2 separate regions of the Hordeum vulgare genome follow, and region 1 is linked to region 2. A link is a contact called in public Hi-C data. All regions are on one chromosome and are shown on one strand. Each heading gives the region's core, a stretch centred on a gene start, on an enhancer-like site or on the middle of the called end of the contact. The rest is flanking DNA. Distances are from core to core; before and after follow the strand shown.

Region 1 (6,046 bases), core at 564-3,063, 840 kb after region 2:
GGGGTACAGTGCCGATGGGACGCCCCCTTGTCCCATCTTTGGGGCACCCGACGAAGCCATTAATGTGTCTGCTAAGACGACAGTTCCATTGTAGCGCATTATGCAACTTGTGGGTGCACTGTGCTACCGTGCACCTCGTGAAAATCCTATGCTGCCCCTGTAGGAGACCCCTTCAGCGTATAAAAGGAGGCCCTGGGCATGCACCTGGGAAGGTTAGACAGTTAGACAATCGACGCTTAGCAGCTGATCACTTCTACACCATTAACACGAAGCAGGATTTGGGTTTTACGTCTCCAAACGGCCCGAACCTGGGTAAACAACGATCGTGCCCCGATCTTTAGGTCGGCTCTTCGCGCATCCACCTCCCCCGCAGAACTGCAAGGAACCCTTGGGTTCCATAGGTGCTCGTGTTCCACGATAGCGCTACCTCATCCCCGACGCCAACGAACAACGACATAGACATGTGCGACGTGCTTGCACTCCCCCTCCTGGCGTATCAGGGGAAGCAAACTGTCCATGCAACTCTGTCAACCGTGCCGCACAACTAGCCGAAACAAAGGAAAAAGTCATTTCTCTGGATTGTGCTGAGAGATAGTGTTAAGAAACCCAAATCCATGCCACCCACTTCATATCTCGTGGTTGATTTACTTATATTAAAAATTGTTTATCTCAAATCAATCGTTGTCGCCCAGTGTCGCCGCCCGTGCGTGAAATGTTGATTATTTCCTTAGTTCTTTCTTGTCCCTAGCCCAGCCTCACCAACAACAACGACTTTTTTTTCTTGGGTGGGTCCCATCGGTAAGAGAATATAGCACCACATTTATTTAGCGGGCCCTGCATGTAGGAAGGGATGGAATGGTCCACAAATGTCCAAGTTAGAGTCAAATGCCTTTGATCAGATGAAATGGAGGAGATGAGTATTTCCATAAAAGCACATAATAGATTGAGGCGGAACTTATTATAGATGAAAGCTCAGGATAAAATCACGAGGTAAGAAAAAAAATCTATGAATATGAAAGATATACTGTAAAAATGGAATGTCATGACAATTTCCAATCCTAGAGAAATTGAAAACGCATGAATTGTTTGTAGTTGTTGTTTGGTTGGCCATATGCATTATTTCCATAAAAGATTAAGCATGTCATCATTTCCATTGCAAGAAAGAAGATTTCCACAAGGCCGCATTATATCGACATCTTTCTTTAAAAACACATACAAAACAAACCGCAAGAAATAAGAATATATTTTCAGTCACACAAAGTCGATTTTTTTAAGAAATTAACCTCTCCGATATTGCTTAGGAGAATATTCAAACAGAATAGACCCTAAATTCGAGAAAAAAGTCCCTTCTATTTGAATTTTTACCTTTTTTTTCTAGGCCAAAGGGAACAGGGATTGAAAAGCCAAAGGTTATCCATAAAAAAAAAAGCCAAAGGTGAACCAGCAGTTCCCAAAAGGCTCCCAGCAGGCCCCACCGCCCGCCCGCCCACAGATCGTAGCATATCCATCTAGTCCATTGCCTAAAAAAATTAAAACAATCCATCCAGTCCAACCGTCCCGTCGTTCTGCAACTGCAAGGCTTGCAACCAGGCCGCGCAACTGACCACCACCAGCAGCCAGCAGCCAGCAGCCGCAGCGCGAGCGCGACCCCTCAATTTCCACGACGCTTCCTTCCTTCCCCGGGTGCGGAGCGACGCGACGCGACCCGCCTCACCTCATCAAAGCCTCCCTCCCTCCCTCCCTTCCTCCATCTCCCCCCTCCTCCCAAATCTCCCTCCCCCGAATTCCTTTCCCACCCAAACCAAACCCTCGGCGCCTCAAAACCCTCGCCGCCGCCGGCGCCCCCTCCCCCATGGCTGCCGCCGCCGCCGCCCCCGCCCCCGCCTCCTCGGAGGAGGCCATCAAGGTAGGCCACGCCGCCAGCCCTCTCCCTCCGCCCCGCCCCCGTGCTCCCGCCGCCGCGGGCGCTCGTGGGGATCTCCGCGGCTCGTGTTTTTTCTCCCCTCTTCCTGTTCCTGGGATCTCGGCGCCTGATTCGGTTCGTCTGGTGGTGCCCGTGTTCGCTTTTTGCGCAGGCGGCGAAGGTTCTCATGGTCGGGGCTGGAGGCATCGGGTGCGAGCTCCTCAAGACCCTCGCTCTCTCCGGCTTCAGCGACATCCACGTCGTAAGTTTGTTATCTACTACTACATGCCCCCTTGCTTCCGCACCCTTTGTTGACACCATGCCTAGGTTTAGTTCGAATCTTGTATGCGTATTAGCTATTTGTCGGCAGCACCGCGGTGGATGGCCGTTGCGTCTCTGTGTCGGTAGCGGGATCTGTGATGGTCTTAGCGTTGACTTGACGCTGAAAAATAGATGCATAAACGTTTTCCTTCAGGCTGCGCTTACTTCCCTCTGCGCTGTCTTGGTTTTAGGGCGCTGCTACTGCCTTCTTAGATTGTGATAACACACCTATGCTTGGCTATGACAAAATGACATACAGTCAATGCCACAAAGTGTGTCATTCCTGTTAAAAGTTACAGACAACGGTGTTTTCTTTTGTCAAAAAATACGTTGTGGATAGGGCGAGCCCAGTTGGCTCATGTTTTGTGCACTGTCATGAAAAGTGATATCTTCATGGTAGTTCCTTGAGGTTGATGTACCTTGAACGCAAAGTTGTTTTAAAATATACATGGAGTAATCCTTGTTCAGGCAACCAGAGCTACATGAATCAATTTGCTTGACACACTTCTGGGTTCATCTTGTTGCTTTTCTTATGCAGATTGACTTGGACACAATTGAGGTCAGCAATCTGAACAGACAGTTTTTGTTTCGGAAGAGTCACGTTGGACAGTCAAAAGCCCATGTAAGTATATTTTCTACACGAACATATGATAGGTATAGTTATCTTGGGTACTTCTTCATATTGATGCCTGCTTATGATGTTTTCACCATTGATTTTGTCAGGTTGCTCGTGATGCTATTCTGAAATTTAGGCCAAATATCAATATAAAATCACACCATGCAAATGTTAAGGATGCCAAGTTCAATGTTGACTTTTTCAAGCAGTTTAATGTAGTTTTGAATGGCCTTGATAACTTGGATGCTAGACGACATGTGAATCGCCTCTGCCTTGCTGCTGAAGTTCCGTTGGTTGAAAGTGGGACCACTGGGTTTCTCGGACAGGTGAGTTGACCAAATATCATGGTTTTTGTCTCTTGTTATCTTTGCATCTCCCTTGTCACTAATGCCTGTGGGTATTGTTATGCTTGTCTTTTGTATTTTGCTTGTAGCACTCCTGTTAGAAGGTATTCCATGATATTTGATTGTTAGCCAGTGTGCTAACCGCTGGTGATCCCTGTTCATTTTGTTAGTAATATAGCAGTAATATTTACCCTAGGTGTACAACTTTCCAGTTGAGATGGCCATTCTGTACACTCTGATAACATGGCTAAATGTTTGGTCTGGACCTTTGCACAATTACGCAAGGACACATGGGGAAATGCATTGTCATTTCTAAACTGGGCCTTCCGGGTGTAGATAAGCTCACATGTATAACAGAAAGTAGGCATCTGCCCACTCTCTTTCCACAAGAGCTGCTTATGCATGCTTTTTAAAAAATGACCGTGTTTAAAAAGCCTATATACACCCCGCTGCATGACTTGCTAGTATTTATTTATATTTTGTGTACATAACCATGAGTTGGTCGCGAGATCTTATGGGTTTCACCTACCCCAACTTGTTTGGGACAAAAGGCTTTGTTGTTGTTGTACACTTTGCATATGGTTGACATTTGCTTGTAGTCATGTACATATCATTGCATTTAGTAGTTGACTTGAAGCTGAAAATAGACCATCAAGAGCTGAATAAGTGACATAATCTGGAAACTTGTACATCGAATAGTTGTGCCGTGAACATGCAATATATGAGTCAGCATTTGATTCATGTAAATCAATTGCCAAAACCTAAGTGTTACCTTGATATAAATGCATACCATTTAGTGGCCAGGCCTAAACTGCTTGGTATAAAATGGGTTTTAACCATCCTCGTTATTTATAGCACATCTGTCAACTGTGAAACTGCAAGCTACAAATGGTCACTGAAATAATCAAGGTGTTTCTGGCTCTCTGCTGAATAGGTCAAGTTAATGCTTTACTAAAAGCAATTGGCATTCTATTTTGCAGGTTACGGTTCATGTCAAAGGTAAAACAGAGTGCTATGAATGCCAACCTAAGCCTGTCCCAAAATCATATCCAGTCTGCACAATTACAAGCACTCCATCAAAGGTTCCTCTTTTTGCCTCTGCATGTTTATTATTTTCAAGTTTGCTTATCTTATTGTGATATTAATTATGTTCTGCTATTTCTTTCGAGGCTATGTATTATGATGGTTTGTACTCCCTCCATTCCCAAATATAAGCCCTTGTAGAGATTCCAATATGGACTATATACGGAACAAAATGAGTGAATCTATGCTCTAAAATACGTCTATATACATCTGTATGTAGTCCACATTGAAATTTCTGAGAAGTCTTACATTTAGAAACGGAGGGAGTTTGTTCTTTAATATGCATAATTTTGTTTATTGTGGGAAGGAACAAGCTTATTCGGCTTTTGTTTCTTTGATTAGTTCTGATGGAACCTTGCAAGAAAAGTCATTTAAACTGGATGCTGTTTGACCTAATTGCCTAATATTGTACTACCTCCGTCCCAAAATATAAGACATTTTTGCATTTATTTTTCAAAACACACAACAAGCTTTAATGCCGTTATTTAATTTCTTTTTTGCAGTTTGTGCACTGCATTGTTTGGGCAAAGGAGCTTCTATTTGCTAAGCTGTTTGGTGATAAGAACCAAGATAATGACCTTAATGTGCATTCAAAAGATGGCAGCAGTTCAAAATTAGATGTATTTGAAAGGGATGTTGATGAAGATCTTGATCAGTATGCTCAGAGGATTTATGATCATGTATTTGGTTATAATATCGAAGTTGCCTTAGAGAATGAGGAAACCTGGAAGAACCGGAGAAGACCAAATCCAGTGTACATTAGAGACACATTACCTGATGCAGTAAAGCAAAATGGTAGCTCACAGGACTGCAGTAATGATCATGAAGAACCTTCTGCTATGGCATCTTTAGGCCTTACCAATCCTCAAGAGATATGGACTCTGGCTGAGAATTCAAGAGTGCTTTTGGAGGCTTTTAAATTGTTTTTTGAGAAAAGAGAGAAGGTCTGTATGTGTTATCTTCAAGTTCTGTAAACTTCAAGAAATGATTTTCTTGTATATGACTCGTGTTTTCTTATCTCAGGAAATAGGGAACTTAGTTTTTGACAAGGATGACCAGTTAGCAGTTGAGTTTGTTACTGCTGCAGCAAATATCAGAGCTCACTCTTTTGGTATACCACTACATAGCCTATTTGAAGCTAAAGGTGTTGCTGGAAACATAGTTCATGCTGTGGCAACAACAAATGCTATAATAGCTGGTCTCATTGTTATTGAAGCAATCAAAGTTCTCCGGAATGATTACAAGAACTACAGGTGACTATACTTAATTTGTTATATCACATTGTTTTTGCCTATGTTTCTTCCTGAAGTTGTTACAGTTCAGTGTACCTGTTTTCTGGATATGGTAGTTTGAAAAGAGTGTTGCTGTTGCCACTTTTCTGCCACCCCATTTTACATGGTATCATATGTTATTCATGCGTTTCTGTGCTTTCCTTATCGGCAATACAGCAAAGCACTCTAACTTCATTTTTTGACATGTTACAGAATGACATATTGTCTTGAACATCCTACAAGGAAGTTGCTTCTGCTGCCTGTAGAACCTTTTGAACCTAATAAATCATGCTATGTCTGCTCTGAGGTATTTTGCACTGTCTAAGATGTCACGTTCTTATATGTTATTGCTATCTTTTGTATCTGACATAAAACTAAAACTGAATGCACCAGACCCCTCTTCTGCTGGACGTTAACACTAAGGTCACAAAGCTTAAGGAGGTTATTGACAAGATTATAAAAAGCAAACTTGGAATGAACCTACCATTGGTAATGATTGGCTCTACGC
Region 2 (6,234 bases), core at 3,070-5,569:
GATTAACGCGGCGGGCGTGCGCGGGGGCCCTCATATCCGCCCCATGTTTGGGCTGGATATGAGGGGCCGGTTTGAGAGGCCCACCTGGGTCAAATTTTTGTGACCAGTCAGTGACACCGCGGCTTGTCCGAGCATTTGAGACGGGTATGCGGGGTCCAGTTGTAGATGATCATAGAGTATCCATTGTGTAACATTTGGCCGCTATATTGCTTCCTCTAAGAACATCTACAACCGGACCTCTCAAACCCGTCTCAAACATGCAGACATGGTGTCCAGTCACTAATTGGTCACAAAAAAGTGACCCAGACGGATGCCCTAAATGGGCCTCAAACGCCCGGGCTGACCGGAACTCCTCATGTCCTGTATAGACATGGGGCAAATATGAGGGAGTGGTCCACCACGTCGGTATGATGACATGGACCCACGCAGAATCGTCGAGAAACCCGACGGTCCGACGGATGCCTTCTCGGATGGGGGGAGAGGACGTGGCATGACATCGGTCCCGCTCGCTGCCCGAGGCTAAATCCAGTTATTTAAGACGGTTGAGGCGTGACGTGAGCGTTTGAGGGGCCAGACTTGTCCATCGCGGTTGTAGATGCTCCAAGCTCTATGAAGCTGGTGTTACCCACCCCACGACAAAGGCTCTAAAATAATATCTTTAGTGTCGATGCTAGGATGAACTCAAATGGGGTTACATGTCAGCGTCTAGCTGTGAATGGCGCTCCATGCTTCACGACGAGGAAGAATGGTGATAGGATGAGGTATTGAGATTGTTGTTTATAGAGGACATTTTTATTGACGCATAAGTTGCTCAGGATGGAGGTATATGAAAAGCCTACGTCGAGTGCCCCTTTTCAAGTTCCGCCCTGGCCATTGCAACCAATATGACAACCCTATCGTTTGAGGACTTTTTTGGGGGGTAGTGGATGGCTCGGTTCAACCGATATGATCCTAAGGAGGCATGACGAAAGTGCCATTGTTGCTTCATACACGTTTTTTTCACGCGAATGACGCTCCATAGGCAGATATACTTGCGTTGATGAAGGGCATGGCCATGGCCATACAACATACCGACTTTCATGTATTAGTGCAATCAAATTCATCATTGGCACTATCAACTTTCTACGGAGAGTCGCTCAATCATTCCGCATATCATCAATGTTGCCAAAATACCACACTAGAGAAGCTCCTACGATCCCATGCATGTGGCAAGTGCATGTGTTCATATATCTGGATATGGCCAGTGGCTCCTAGATAATACAAGACAAGCCATCGCATCATCACCATGGTCGTGATGTGCCGACAGTAGCTCAGTTAGGCCTTATTCGGTTGACAGGGATTTAGGAGGGGTTTCATAGGGCTTGAGGTGGATATAATCCCCTACAAGTCAAAATCCACCACAATCCCCTTCAATCCTGTTGATAAGAGGTGTAAGTGAACAAGGCCTTAAGCACGCTCAACCATGGATGGACATCTGCACTGCCACCACACACTACCGTCATGCACTCCTACACTACCTCAATGGATCAGTGTTATCCGGTGCCACACACCGACTCCATGCCATAGCCATCCAAACGGCATTGCACAAAGAGGAGAGTGGCAGTTGCATCATAATCCTCTCCACTAACGATGGGTCCCTCTAGTCATAACAGTCTTTAAAACAATGCCTTGTAGATCATCATATGGTTTGAAGGCACCTGGACCTTAGGGTTTCTCATGAAGCAATAGTAGTTGTGATGAAATAACTACTTTTGTATGCCTCCATCATGGTAATGACACAAGCAAACAACCTACCTCCCAAGCCCTTGGTCAACTGGCCCACGACACCCACTGCATGGCTGACCCACTTGGTAGAGTGAAGGAAGGCACATGCGGTGTCGTTGATGAGGGACTTTGGTTCTGGAGCGTCTTAAGGATGAATAGGGTGAGCCAAGTCACCGCACGAGGGCCACCGGAATCATGGGTGTGTGCCACCACAAAAAGGAGGCTTAGTACGATCGCATCGTAGATCCGCCAATTCATCAAAACAAATTGACATCGGAGACAACCCACACATCGATCAAAAGTCTCTCGAGGTAGAAGAATTGTCCCTCGTAGGAAGTGAAGAGCAATCCCCCACGCCACACGTTGGTCCAAAGAGCTCACCGGTGTCGAGGTAGAAGAATTGTGCCTAGGGTTTTCGCTTGTGTTGTCCCTTCAGAATGGGCCAGGCTAGGACCCAAATTTGGAGCCAACGACACACGATACACAGTGTAAGATTGGTTTTGAGACCTCCTATGCAGTGATGCACGCGTCCGTTATTAAGTTGGGGCTTGCAGGGTTGCTCGCATGGATCGCCACACGAGCGCCCTTACTCACTTGGAAAACAAAAGTAAAAAACGATCGTTCGCTTTGCTGGATCACGTTAGCAACCATTTTTTTTCCTTTTTTTTGTTGATCCGATAGGAAAAAACCTCCCAGTTTTTCTATTTCTAATGATGTGAAATCATTTTTTTTTACATATTTAAGGAAAAAAGTTCATCCACTTTTAAAAACAGTTCATCTCTTTTTAAAAAGGCTCATTGATTTTTGGAAAAGTTCATCGATCTTCAAAAAAGTTCATCAAATTTTTTAAAAAAGTTCATCGATTCTAAAAAAAGTTCTTCCATTCTGAAAAAAGTTCATTGATTTTGAAAAACAGTTCATCAATTTTGAAAAAAAAGTTCATGAAATATGAAAATGACTTCATCGCATGTGAAAAGAGTTACATCGATTCTGAAAAAAGTTCGTCCATATAAAAAAAGTTCATATATTTAAGAAAAAGTTTATCGATTTTTCGAAAAGTTCATCGAATATCAAAAATAGTTCATCCATTTGCAGAAACATTCACCTATTTGCTAAAAAATCATTTACCCGGAAGAAGAGAAAACAGAAAATGAAAAAGTAAAACAAAATGAAATAAAAAGGAGATAAGAAAGAACAAAATGGAGAAAAAACTATGTTACCACATCACGCTTGGTGTCGTGGTGGTTATACCAGGTTGCCTCGACTTGGGAGGTCGCTGGTTCCATTCGTCAAACAACTTTGCTTTTCGCGAATTAAAAACTTAGAAAAAACTCACGTTAAGTGGGCCGGGCCAGCGGATAGGCTCTTCAGGCGTCCGTCTGCAAACGGGCGCTGAAGCGCGAAATAGGATTTCCTATTGGTTTTATGATATGCTTGGAGGCTGGGCCTTTAAGCCGCAAGATTGATTACTGTGAGTTTTCGTGTAATGATAAAACCAGTGCACAAACACCCAAGGGCTTGAAGAAGAGACACCGTCGGAGCATGGAAAATGCTCATGTGGTACTACTCCCTCCGTTCCTAAATATAAGTCTTTTAAAAGATTTCATTAGATGTCTACATACGAAATAAAATAAGTGAATCTATACTCTAAAATATGTCTATATACACCCGTATATAGTCCACTAGTGAAACCTCTAAAATGACTTATATTTAGGAACAGATGGAGTAGTACGTAGTACTCCTTCCGTTCCTAAATATAAGACCTTTTAAAGATTACACTATAAACTACATACGGATGTATATAGACATATTTTAGAGTGTACATTCATTCATTTTGCTTTGTATGTAGTCTTTTAGTGAAATCTCTAAAATGTCTTATATTTTAAAACGGAGGGAGTACGTGGTATGATTCGTCGAATGACGCAGGACGGCAGGAGAAGCCAAAACGGCGTGAGATCTGTAGACACTGCGTCCAATTCCGGACGCTGCCATTTCCCTCACTTTCACGACGAAGACATCCAAAACCGTCAAAATCAGGGGAACTGTACTCGGGGACGGGGCACCCCTGCCGACCGCCGCGGCACCAACCCGCGCGTTTCTGCCTCCCACCCCAAGCCAAGCCCCAGCCCCGCCGCGGGCAAAGCAGCGGCATGGACCATGCCCACTGCGCCGCTCCACCACCTGCCGCTGCGCAGTGGGGCCACGAGGCGCCCAGCCCACCGGCAGCGCGGCGTGGTGCGGCCCGCTCGCTCTGCACGCGTCCTGCCGCTGCCGGCCTCACGTGCGCGACCGGGCGCTGGTTCATCGCGACGCACGTGTCGCGCGCTGAACTCTTCGCCCCCCACCGTGCTACCGGTTCGTCCCTAACGAGATACGGACCGCGTACCCCGCTGGATGCCTATCGGACGGCCATACCTTTCAGACGGTGGGTGGCGGTGAGGGGCCGTCTGATTCGGGATCTGACGGTGGCGGTGATCGTACCACCCAAAGAAGCGGAAGAAAAAAAAGGAGCGATTGAAGAGCCATTGCGCGAATAATAATAATACTTAATTAATTTATTGCTACTCCATCCCGATCCCCCTCCCTTATTTCATCCGCTCGCCCCACCGTCTCCTCCCCGAAAACGCAACGCACCCAATTCTTCCACCCCCAGCTCCCTCCTCCTCTCGCCTCATCGCCCCCGCCTGTGGCGGCATTTGCATCCGGCAGAACACGGCGGAGAGGATGGACTCGGACGCCTCCGTCTCCCCGCGGCGGCGGAGCTGCTACAGCGACAGCGGCGACTCCTCCTGTTCCGAGCCCTTCAGCGAGTGCGGCAGCGACGACCTCTCCTTCACGCCCGCCGCTGCCGCGGGCATCCACCGCCTCCTTCTCTCCTGCGCGGCCGAGGCCTCCGACGGCTCCATCTCCTCGCTCGTCGCCGAGCTCGAGTCGCCCTCGGCCTCGGTGGACTCGCTCCGCCGCGCGGCCATGGAGCTCCGCCTGCTCGCCAAGCACAACCCGGACAACCGCATCCGCATCGCCGCGTCCGGGGCCGTGCGGCCGCTCGTGGCCCTGCTGTCGCACGCCGATCCGCTGTTGCAGGAGCACGGGGTCACCGCGCTGCTCAACCTCTCCATCTGCGACGAGAACAAGGCCCTCATGGTCGAGGCCGGCGCGATACGGCCGCTAGTGCGCGCGCTCAAGTCGGCCGCGTCGCCCGCGGCTCGGGAGAACGCGGCCTGCGCGCTGCTCCGCCTCTCCCAGCTCGACGGCGCCGCCGCCGCGGCCGTCGGCCGCGCGGGCGCTATCCCGCTGCTGGTGGCCCTCCTCGAGACCGGCGGCCCGCGCGGGAAGAAGGACGCAGCCACGGCCCTCTATGCGCTCTGCAGCGGCGCGCGCGAGAACCGTCTGCGCGCCGTGGAGGCCGGCGCCGTGCGCCCCTTGCTGGACCTCATGTCGGACCCGGAGTCCGGCATGGTGGACAAGGCCGCCTACGTGCTCCACTCCCTGGTGGGTCTCGCCGAGGGGCGCTCCGCCACCGTGGAGGAGGGCGGCATCCCCGTCCTGGTGGAGATGGTGGAGGTCGGGACCTCGCGGCAGAAAGAGATCGCCACCCTCTCCCTACTCCAGATCTGCGACGACAACGCCGCGTACCGCACGATGGTTGCCCGCGAGGGAGCCATCCCTCCCCTCGTCGCCCTCTCCCAGTCCTCCTCCGCGCGCCCCAAGCTCAAAACCAAGGTACCAATCGCAGCTCCTCACCGAAACACAATCGTTTCGGCCATTATACATAATCACGGACAGAATCCGCAGCTTCGGTTATGCTAATTCCTTTTGCGATTCCACAGGCTGAGGCGCTGATCGAGATGCTACGGCAACCGCGGAGCGGGAGCCTGCGCGCCACCCGGCCGGCGGCGATCGTTGCGGCGGAGTGATGATACTGTTGAGCCACCAATTCCAACTTGGCCACGCCAGGTGGCGTGCGTGCGTGCGTGCGTTTTCCCCTTTCCCCGTGGCGAGAGCGAGACGAGCTGGCCAGCCGGCCGGCGTGCCTGCCCGTGTAAATAGCCAGTAGCGAGTTTGCGTCCGCGAGCGAGTGTACATTTCCCCTCAACCTCAAGCGAGATGATAAGAACAATGGTGGCGGAGCCAAGTCTCCTGTAAATTCCTCCTCCCCACTGTTCCTTTTCACTTTTTGTTTTCTACCAGTTTGGTTCGTTCCTCGGGGGAGGAAGCAAGCCAAATCCACGTGTGGTGAAGCAGCGAGTTGTGCTGTTGTTGGAGTGAGTGTGAGTGCCAAGTCAGGGATCATCATCATCATCATCATCCCGGGCTTGGTTTCTTCTGGTGGATACGAATGAAGTATTGTGTTCTCCGGAGAAAAGAAAAAGGAAAATCACCGGTTGGTTTGAACTGCAATCCACGGCCGTTGTTCTAGCGTTGTTATTACTCCATCCATCTCCTCCTCAGGTTCCTGCGGTAGGAGTG

Evidence for each region. Hi-C and Micro-C count contacts between places; a contact is called where the count stands out from the background.
Region 1: a Hi-C map of seedling shows a contact between it and region 2, with 3 times the contacts expected there. The contact joins the promoter of LOC123425499 here to the promoter of LOC123425494 in region 2. A contact is called at or near these places in 2 of 6 Hi-C or Micro-C datasets (leaf and seedling).

Annotation. Positions count from the first base shown.
Region 1 is chr2H:127,552,790-127,558,835 of MorexV3_pseudomolecules_assembly, forward strand. LOC123425499 (SUMO-activating enzyme subunit 2) reads left to right here and starts at 1,814. Exons shown (of 11, transcript XM_045109195.1): 1 at 1,814-1,906; 2 at 2,076-2,165; 3 at 2,763-2,846; 4 at 2,948-3,166; 5 at 4,165-4,266; 6 at 4,771-5,211; 7 at 5,291-5,520; 8 at 5,752-5,845; 9 at 5,932-6,046. The coding sequence starts at 1,853.
Region 2 is chr2H:126,707,424-126,713,657 of MorexV3_pseudomolecules_assembly, forward strand. It overlaps LOC123425494 (U-box domain-containing protein 4), which reads left to right and starts at 4,320. Exons shown (of 2, transcript XM_045109192.1): 1 at 4,320-5,487; 2 at 5,595-6,165. The coding sequence starts at 4,489. The coding sequence ends at 5,681.